Regions from separate parts of the Mus musculus genome. Here all the other regions are linked to region 2. The links are chromatin contacts, called in public Hi-C and promoter capture Hi-C maps. All regions are on one chromosome and are shown on one strand. Each heading gives the region's core, a stretch centred on a gene start, on an enhancer-like site or on the middle of the called end of the contact. The rest is flanking DNA. Distances are from core to core; before and after follow the strand shown.

The links. Promoter capture Hi-C pulls out the DNA fragments that hold promoters and counts their contacts. A called contact is a pair of places that touch in the nucleus more often than the background predicts.
Region 1: a promoter capture Hi-C map of stem cell-derived epiblast-like cells shows a contact between it and region 2, with 2.4 times the contacts expected there. The contact joins the enhancer-like site here to the promoter of Aldh8a1 in region 2. A contact is called at or near these places in 5 of 39 promoter capture datasets (the C10 cell line, embryonic stem cells, pre-B cells and 1 more), 1 of 15 datasets of contacts at CTCF or cohesin (large pre-B cells), 2 of 484 Hi-C or Micro-C datasets (embryonic stem cells and pro-B cells), 1 of 115 datasets of contacts at active chromatin or transcription factors (embryonic stem cells) and 2 of 9 other capture datasets (embryonic stem cells and pancreatic islet).
Region 3: a Hi-C map of the G1E-ER4 cell line shows a contact between it and region 2, with 1.9 times the contacts expected there. The contact joins the enhancer-like site here to the promoter of Aldh8a1 in region 2. A contact is called at or near these places in 9 of 39 promoter capture datasets (the 3T3-L1 cell line, the C10 cell line, embryonic stem cells and 2 more), 4 of 484 Hi-C or Micro-C datasets (the G1E-ER4 cell line, the HL-1 cell line, cerebral cortex and 1 more) and 3 of 9 other capture datasets (adipose tissue, embryonic stem cells and liver).

Annotation. Positions count from the first base shown.
Region 1 is chr10:21,190,965-21,194,171 of GRCm38.p6, reverse strand. No RefSeq gene overlaps it. Among named protein-coding and RNA genes, the nearest start is that of Gm33619, 5.6 kb to the right of the region's middle. Within about 2 kb of position 1,526, at least 44 of the 459 cell types and tissues checked have an H3K27ac peak or open chromatin away from gene starts, as enhancers often do. A contact at or near this core is called in pre-B cells, pro-B cells and stem cell-derived epiblast-like cells, where this site is marked.
Region 2 is chr10:21,375,234-21,378,635 of GRCm38.p6, reverse strand. Aldh8a1 (aldehyde dehydrogenase 8 family, member A1) reads right to left here and starts at 1,336. Exons shown (of 7, transcript NM_178713.4): 1 at 1,158-1,336. The coding sequence starts at 1,295.
Region 3 is chr10:21,515,837-21,518,942 of GRCm38.p6, reverse strand. No RefSeq gene overlaps it. Among named protein-coding and RNA genes, the nearest start is that of Gm33892, 54 kb to the left of the region's middle. Within about 2 kb of position 1,337, at least 5 of the 459 cell types and tissues checked have an H3K27ac peak or open chromatin away from gene starts, as enhancers often do. A contact at or near this core is called in the G1E-ER4 cell line, where this site is marked.

The DNA of each region.
Region 1 (3,207 bases), core at 277-2,776, 180 kb after region 2:
ATATTTCCCTAAGAATGAGGCAGCCCTCCCTCCAACCCAGCAGCTTCGTCTATATCTTAAAATATCGCAAAAAGAATCCTTGCACCCAGAGTCTGTGCTCATGTGGACATTTAGCCAAGAGAGGAAGAGGAATGGGAAAAAGAGGAGGAAAAAAGAGGAAGAGAGGGGGAAGACAGGGGAAGAGGAAAGAGGAAGACAGAGGGGAGGGATAGAACAGGAGAGGGAGATAGGAGACAAGGCTCAGTCTACTCTGTGCCCAGGAGGGCGGGCTGTGCCCAGCAGGCTGTAACCTGGATGAGCAGGAAGCCTGCAGCAACATGCCTGTGTCCAGGGTTCCAGACCTGGGCAGGGTAGGGATAAGAGTCTCATTTTAATTATGCCAAGGAGTCTGCCCTGGAAGAATGGAATCTCAGCAACAGAAGATTGTAAATGGAACTGGGCTTAGTCCTGGCAGCAAGAGAGCTGCTGTCTTTCCTTCTCAAGGCAGCAACAAACCCGCCATTGCTTAGGGGAAACGTGGAGTCTCTGTAAAATGACACAGAATAAAAAACCAAGATGTAAAGGCTGCTTCAGCATATGGCCTACACTGAAGCCGAATTATCATTTCAAAGATCTTGAATCCTCCTGTTGCTGAGGCCCAGGCCCCTTGGCTTTCTTCCGTTTCCATTATCTTTCTCTTTTCATAAACAAAACCATTCGAACACCAACACCAAATAGAAAAACCCCTCCCCCTCTCCCTCCCCCTCCCGTCTCCCCACTGGGACCCCACCTCTGTCTTCCCAACGCTCTGGCAAGCTTTCAGTTTGAACTCTTGTGCTGCCTCTGTTCTCACTGGAAGCTGGCTGCTGAGTATGGACTCTGCACCCTGTATCCCACAGCCTTGCTCTCTACCCTCTACCCACTCTGCCTCACCTTCATCGGGTCAGGAGCCAGAACCAGGACATCATTTATCACCTTCTCAACAGCATCAGCACCAAGCACTCATACCCACCTTGAACTCCTGATTGCCCTCACTGATGGTCTCTCCTGGTAGGGCTCTCGAAGCTCTGATTGATATCTACCCATTTCCACCCCAGCTTCTATAATAATATCAGGGAGGAAGAGAAGAGAGTAAAGGAGAGGACGGGATGCTAAAGCCAGAATACCAGGTGGCATCTTTCAAACCTGATTAGTTGTCTGATAGTTGCCAGGAGTCAGGATTGTTTCCTCCCAATGTTGCAAATCTCAGGTCTAGACCATGTCATAGTCTGGTTCTAGAAACGTCTCCACGTTTTTTAATACAGAATAACTAACCCAGAAAAGAGGGGCCGGCCAATTCTTATGATGTAAATAGACCCACCTTATCCAGCTTTGAGCTACAAACTAAATGTCGCTAAATGTGCAGTTGGGAAGGCATGTATGTAGACTGGCTTTCAGATATAAACATGATATAAATACGAGCTGGCTCCAGTGCCCCAGTGGCTTCACACACTGTCCCACTCTGTGACAGGCCGGGCCACCTGGGTCTCTTTCAATTCCCTTTACTGGCACTGCTTCCTCATGCACCAGGCTGCCTCGCTTTCTGTTCCTTCTGCTCATTCCTTCCTTTTCATCTAGTCCGTGACTGCTCCTCCCTCCGTTCTCAGCACAACCATGACTTTTACAGGCAAGCTTTTTCTGACCTCGCCACCAGTCCGGTCAAGTGCCTAATCCTAGACTCTCATTGTGCCGTGCCCCGTTCCTTTGTAGAATATGTCACAGGTATAATTTGACACTTGTTCAATTGATCATCTGATTACTGTCTGTCTCCCTTCCTGGAGGGCAAGCCCCGGCTGGTCAGGCTGGGTCTGCTGTTGTTTATGCTGTGTTCCCAGCTCTTGCCCTCCAAAGAACTTCTACGTGGTGACAACTAACTGACTGTCTGAGCATCATACCTCTTTCTCCAAGCCTGATTCGTCATGAGCTAGAAGGTGAAAGTCACTTCTCTTCTCCAACACTACCATACCCAGGAGTGTTTTGTTCTCTCTGAGAGCCTCTACCAGCAGCTGACTGAGACAGAAGCAGATACTTACAGCCAACCAACTCTGAGGAAGAGTTGGGGGAAGGACTGAAGGAGCTGAAGGGGGTGGCAACCCCATAGGAAGAACAACAGTGTCAACTAACCTGGATCCCTAAGAGCTCCCAGAGTCTAAGCCACCAAATCAAAGAGTATACAAGGGCTGGTCCATGGCCCCTGCTGGTACATACTCAGCATAGGGCTCCCTGGTCTGGCTGCAGTGGGAGAGGATGTTTCTAGTCCTGTAGAGACATGATGCCCCAGGGAAAGGGGATGCTGGGAGGAGGGGCACCTTCTCAGAGGTCAAGGGGAAGGAAGATGGGGGAAGAAACTCTACAAAAGGGGACTAGGATGGGAGACAACATCTGGGATGTAAAAAAATAAAATTAATTAATTAATTAAAAGAAGCATTCTCTTCTCTGTTTTCCTATTGCTGAAACCCAAGGCCCTGCTTGCTATGCAGGCATTCTGCCACTAAGCCTGGTCCTCAGCCTTTAAGGAGCATTCTCTAGATCAGACTGCTCCAAATGTGACTCTGCAGCAAACGCTTCATATCTAAAGAACCGCACACACAACACGCCTGAAGAGGAGGTTCTAGAAATCTTAAGATGTGTAGCAATGCCTCGTGTGGTCATGGGCAGCTTCTTCGATGTATTGCCATGTTTTTTGTTTGTTTGTTTGTTTGTTTGGTTGGTTGGTTGGTTGGTTTTTCGAAACAGGGTTTCTCTGTGCAGTCCTGGCTGTCCTGGAACTCACTTTGTAGACCAGGCTGGCCTCGAACTCAGAAATCTGCCTGTCTCTGCCTCCCCAGTGCTGGGATTAAAGGTGTGCGCCACCATGCCTAGTACATTACCATGTTTTTAAAAATAAGTTTTAATTTTGTAATTTGTGCGTGGCATGTGTACGTGGGGGAGGGGTTACATGCACACAGGCATGCCGCCACTGTACACATGTGAAGATCAGAGAACACCTTTTGGAAGCTAGTTCCATCCTCCTTCTTTGTTTTTGAGGCAGGGTCTCCTTGCCATTGCAAAGCAAGGTCCCAGCAGATCCTTCTGCCTCTGTCATTCCCTTTAAAATGGGACTGTGCTTATGGCTTCCTCCATGTGCTCCAGGGACCAAGGTCAGACTATCAGGGGTTGCTGGAAGTGCTTTTATCCACCGAGTCATCT
Region 2 (3,402 bases), core at 87-2,586:
GCCCAAAATTCGGCACATATCTTGTAAAATCAACAAAGACACAGCTTTTGTGGAACCCAAAATATTTGCAAACTGGATTGCTGAGAAAATAAAACATACATATTACTGGAAAAGCAAAAGCAAATATGTTTTATTCTATTTCCTGAAGAAGTGCCAGCCGGTACCACACTCCACCTGCATCTCCTCACTTTGGAAACACCAGGAGATGGAGAAGAGAAGCCTTGGTCTCATGCAGTTTGGGTCATTGGAAGCAAGCAAAATTGCTGGTTACAATGTAACTAACAAGTTACCCAATATTCTTAAACTTTAGTACAGAGTCTAAAGTTGTTTTTTTCCTCTAGAAGACAGATTTAAAATTTACCAGTGAAGAAAAAAAGTTGAATTTTTGAAGAAAAAACTTGGCATATAAGATATATTTATATAGGAAGATTGGAATTATATTATAATCGAGTTGTTTGTGCCTTGAAAAGAATAAACAATGGGCGGTTTGCATTTGGTAACCACACACACATCAGTCACTCAGCACACCAAACATTTTTTATTCTCAGTGCAATAATTCATAACATTAAATATATCTCAAGCATTTTACAAAATTCCCCAAGTGACTTAATTCTTCATAACTAGAAAAGAAAGAAAAAGGAAAGAGAAAGGGACATGAACCCTCATTTTTTAAGTTGTTAAGTTTAATGAAATGACATGAGAGTTTAATTTTCAGCTTCATTACTCAAATAACTGGCTTTATTAGACTGGGTATTCTCAGAGATATGAGGAACTATCAGATGATGGTCTAAAATAAAGTACTGGGCTTTTGTTTTGTTCCCAATTTAAGTTTTCAAGATTTATTTTTATAAACCCATGGAGCCAGTGGGCACTTTGTAGAGAGAAGGATGCATTTCATATCGTAAGAGTTCTCTATAACTATTACAATCTGTCTGAGAATTACAAACATTAAAACCACTGTTCCCACAGCTAACAACTTTCTCTTGAACATAGTAAACTCAGAGCCATTCCAGCTCAGACCAGTCCATTCATATGATAAACTACCTTATAAAATGCTACATTTTCCTTCATCCTCTCCCCTTTAGTTTTAGAAAATGGTTGTCTACAATTTGTCAACACAGTAAATACGTTTTAGTTTCCCAAGTGAATAGACTTACCTCTTCTTTCCCACTGTTTGGAACTTTGCAATAAACTTCCCCTGTTGATGGATCGTAAGAATCTATATATGAGTTACAGGGTAAAAACTTCCCACCTATAAAGTTCTCCAACATCAAAAGTTCCCTTTTTCCAGCCATGTTAGGAAAGTGCCCTCTGTGTACAGCAGCCCTCTGTGACTGCCCTCAGGACTTTGGACACCCTCATCTCACCCCCAGGCCCAGTGTCCTCATTTGCATATCCGAACCTGGGAGGAGGAGACCCGCTGCGCTTCAGAACTTTCCTGATTCCAAACTCGGATGGTTCTTGAAGGCAACTCATGGTCCATTCTGAGAAATGGGCACTGCATTAAACTAACATCAAGTTACATATGTACAATGTCTTCAGATTGTCCTTTCATATCAACTGTGTGTGTGTGTGTGTGTGTGTGTGTGTGTGAGATGATTTTATCGGCACTGCACCATAAGTGCCCACTGTTTAAACACGAAGTGCAAAGCATAAAGAAAATTGGCTCCACAGAATATTGTCCCATGCAGCAATCCTTACTTCCTCCTTTCTAGGGAAGGCATTGAGCCTCTGGAAGGTTACACAATGTGGCCAAGGTCACACATGAACACTCAAGTACTGACAGGAAATGAGAAGAAACTTTAGCTACATTTACACCTAACAGCCTGTGAGTCCATCTCAGGAGGATGCATCCATGTCCCTGTAGGGACTGGCCACAGGAGCAAGGGAGCCGTCTTCACTACCCGGCAATGCCGTGGTTTGAACGCTCAGAATTCGGGCACGTTTAACCCTCCAGTGGCAGTGTTTAAGTGGGCACTCCTGGAGTTAAGGTGCTGCTCACGGCCTCGGTGGTGCCTTCGAAACAGGCTATGGGTCATTTGTGCCTTCTGCCGCAGGAGCACAGCTGCCCTGCCTGGTGAGGAAGTGGCAGAGGCAGGGGATATTTACCATACACAATCTCCTCACACCAACATCATGGGCTTCCCAGTCTCCAGAACAACAAGAATTCAGGTTCTCTCAAGTGATCGATTTTCAGTTATTCTGTCACAGCTGAACAGACCAGCACATGGCCTCTGAGAGGACAGGACACACCACCGTTCACTCTGCTGAGGCTCCATGGATAACCAAACTCTCTTGTGCATCATAGCGCTTGTTTTGTATTTTGCAAGTAACCCTCTGAAGGTCTTGTTCCTTCTGTTCTCCATGTTGCTATCTCCCCATCCTTCCTGTACTTCACGTCTCCACCTACTGACGGCTGTCTGTCGTCTTTGGCGTCCCATTTTCACCACAGTGCATTTGGTGAGAATTTGTTCTTAACCGTGACTGGAAGAGGCTGCTTTTCTACCACTGGCTTTGTCTTTCACCAGTTGTGGAAATGTTTTGGCTGCTGTATTGCTGTGTTTCCATTCTCTGTATTTCTACCTTGTAGAATGTTTAAAATGTAAAGAGAGCATCTTCAATTTCTTACTGACCATGAATCTCCTCCCTCCCTGTCTCTGTCTTTCCCTCCCTCCCTCTCTCCCTCCCTCCTGGCCAGCTTCTTCCCCCTCCTCCTTTGACTCTGAGCTACACTCTCCAAATCTTGCCTCTACTCTCTGTCCGTCCCCCAGCCCCACAACAGGGCTCCTATGGAGCTGACTCCTCCAATGGCAGCACCTGCCCTGAACTCTGTTTCCTCGGCCTGCCAGCCAACACGCCATTCCCTAAGGTCCCTGCAGGCCAAAAGGCAGAATTCACCCTCTCACACTGGCCAGCAGGCTACCACTGCTTCCGGCTAGAAACAGAACAGAACTACGGGGGCTGCCTCCCACTCCCTCTGTCCCTTACGGCCCTATGAAACTTCTGTGCTTGTTCCTTTGAGCTTTTCTTTAAGATTGGAATTTCATCTCCTTCTGCTTTCCAAGAAAAAACAAATGGGGAAAACAGGAACCCATCTGCCAGAGCACACAACCACCTCATGGCAGAGCAGGCCCCTCGCCCCTCCACCTAAGCCCACCAAAGAAAAAACACACCTGAAGCCAAAGGTTTTCAGGGTTTGTTTAAATGCTTAGAAGTTCTCCTAACAGGAACACCTGTAACAATGTTTGTGCTTTTCAACCCACAATTTTCTCTCTTCTTTATTTAAATGTTTGTTTTTCTCCCTAGCATTCATGTGTTACCAAAAAATTATTCAACTCACTTTACATTTCCTTTAAGGTTCAAAAGTCATCTAATCTACGTCCACAGGTCAAATCAACTATG
Region 3 (3,106 bases), core at 88-2,587, 140 kb before region 2:
GATGTGGAAAGTAGTAGTTGCTGCTCAAAATATCACAACTTTCAAATGCTCTCTAAGAACCCGAGGCAAGCAAAGATATGGAGAGACTTCTGTGACTTCCTGTCGGTGTTTAAAGAAGGAAGAGGAGGATGAGTCTTGCTGCAGCACGTCGTCGCCTGCATATTATTAAACCCTCCAAGTGACATTTAGCACGTTCCTAATCTCTTCCTAGTGTTTTGATCAGAAGAGGTAACATCCTGCTGTCGAGCTTGGATGCTTCTTCTCATTGCAGAAGGCATCAAATTAATCTCACTGAGTTCAGCCTTCAGAAATTGGCTGTCTGTTAGGACAGGGATCTCAGGCTAGGCCTGGCTTCATATGCTAAGTTCTCAGGGACACCTTACATCAAGAAACAAGAGACAGGAAACTGGAAGTAGGGAAGCCAACATGACATAATCCTGTAGTGTCATGTTATGACTCATTCCATGATGTTGAGGCACACTGCTGTTGCTTTTATAAGTTGATAGTAAAATGAATAATATATATGGCGAGGCAGCATGGGGGTGGTCCTTGTGTGTATTAGATGAACAATACCATCCACCATTTATTTATTTGTTGCCTGTTCTACAAATCATTTACCTATCTCACTTATCCTTGAACTTTTCCTCACATTTGAGATGAATAGAAATTTAAAAGACGAAACACACTCTAATCTGTAAATCACGTGTGCTCAAAAATTCAAAGAACCAAAATACATACTGCTCCATCTGATATGGCAGACAATACTCTGAAATATAGCACATATCTTTCCATTCGAAGCTGATGGTGACTGGAGGATTACCACTAAAGAGACCATAAAACTGGATATGATCTGAAATCTAAACTTTGTATTCAATTATATTAAACACCGTGTCACAGTGTAAATCTGAGTGGGTGCAAATTCGCATACAGGAAGAGACTACCACAGTGTATTCAAAAGGACAGCAACCGTTAACTCAAGCCTGGAACACTGTCTAGGGCCCGCCTTACCCAAGGCTGATCAACCTTGAGATTCAAACCTCTTACTCAGCATTCTGACCTAGAAAAAAGCTCCAGGGCCCCTCCCTACAGGGAGCTTTTCTGGTCCGTGAGTGAAACAGGCCTGTCTTTTGATCCGACCACCATCCTCTGAAGGAACCTAACCTGCTCAGGAGTTTCTGAAATGCTTAAAAACCCTATTCAAAATCACCCCCATCTGTGTCTTACCCCTGATGCTGATTAAAGGGAGCCCTAAATCTCACGGTGTAGGCAATATACACGCCCACACCCATGAAGCCAGTTTGAGCCCTCTCTGAGAAGATTCGTGTTTCAACACATTGAGATTGACAAGATAAATTATTTTAATTTCCCCGTGAGGTTCAGAACAAACTGAAGCTCTTGCACAGAATTCAACTAAAGTCAAAATGTCAGTTTCATCGCTAGTGTTGCTGGGTGGAGAACGGTATTTAGACACGATGTCAAAGGGATGTCGGATATGCTAGCTTTGCTGCATGGAATGACCTTTTCTATCTCTCTCTGGTCAAGGGTTTGCCTCTCCCAGAAGTACAAAGTGTTCAGGAGTTTGCTGCATGGAGAGATAGGATCTACCTCCCTTGGGCAGAATGCAGGAGAAGCAGATCACAAGGTAACTGCCTTACGCCTCTGCCCCGACACCAAGGCTCCCCTGATGAGAGATTGGTGGCTGAACAAGTGTTCATTCATCAAATAGCTAGTGTTCCTCCTGCCAAGCAGAATAAATAATAAATGGTGGTCAGAGGGCTAAATGGTTAGTGCCTTGCAACTCAGAGGCCAGATGCAGAATCCCCTGGAGACTGCTTAGAAATGTACAATCTCTACAATATCTGCACGGCGGGGTAGTGTGTGCCTGTTACCCCAGCACTGGAAAAACAGAGGCAGGAGGACCAGAAGTTTGAAAGCAGCTGGGCTACATATGGAGACCCTCTCAAAAAAGAAAAACAAAAACAAAAACAACAACAACAACAAAAAACAAACCCAAGCAGCTCGGGGTGGAGTTTTAGCTTGCATGCACAAGACTCTCTGATTGATTCCTAGCACAAAAGAAAGGTGGTGTGGGGCATGTGGGTTTAAGACTGAGAAGTGTTGCAGAGTCACATGACAGAAAAGTGAATTTCCCTAGGAGCCTGGAATGGGAAGACAACAGGCCCGGAGACCATCTGCCTGTCCACTCACAGATTTGAGTACATAAATGTCTCCTGAAGTAGATTCCATGAGACTTTTAATAATAATGGAATTTGAAGTAAAAACTGTCACATCAGAGTGAGTTGGATTTGGAAACTCAGCAGGAGGAAAAGACTCTGATAGTTTGTGCTTCAACTTATGTTTATTTTGCCATGTTTGGTTTTTATTTCTTACAAGCCTGTTCTTTTCTAATGGGGGACAGAAAGGGAGTGGATCCCGAGGGCAGGGGAAGTGCAGAGGAACTCGAAGGAGCAGAGGGAGGAGAAACGGTAATTAGGATGTATTGGATGAAAAAAGAATCTATTTTCAATCAGAGGGGAAAATAAAAAAGAATACTGGAATTTGTCTATAGCCATAGCACCCAGAAAGTGCCTGATCTCACCTAAACTTGCTGGAACTTTAAACTGGAGTTATAATTGTCTCAAACTAATTGAACTTAATAAATTTTGAGACTACTTTTAGGGAACACTTGCCAATATAAGGGGGGCGTGAACCCACAAGAAGGAAGAAGACAGCAGGGATGACAAGAAAACTCGTGATTCTTTGAATGATTACATTCATTTCAAGAACTGAGACACTAGGTTGGGGGCATGTGGGAGGAGTTGGGAAAGGCGAAGAATACAACAAAAATATATTATGTGCAAAAATTTAAATAATAAATATAAAATTTCAAAAAGAAAGAAAAAAATGTAATCAAACATCAGGCCCAGCTGGAAGGGTCTGAGTGACGAAACTTGGCCAGGCACGTCCTTGTGACAACCTCTGGTCTCCCTGGATCCTTATCACGTGATCTTTTATGGGTACTGTAAGGTTGCCAATATATAAGTCAAGATATTCTGAATGGTGTCTTATGTATTGGCAAATTTGGCCATATTCACTTAACCCTTAA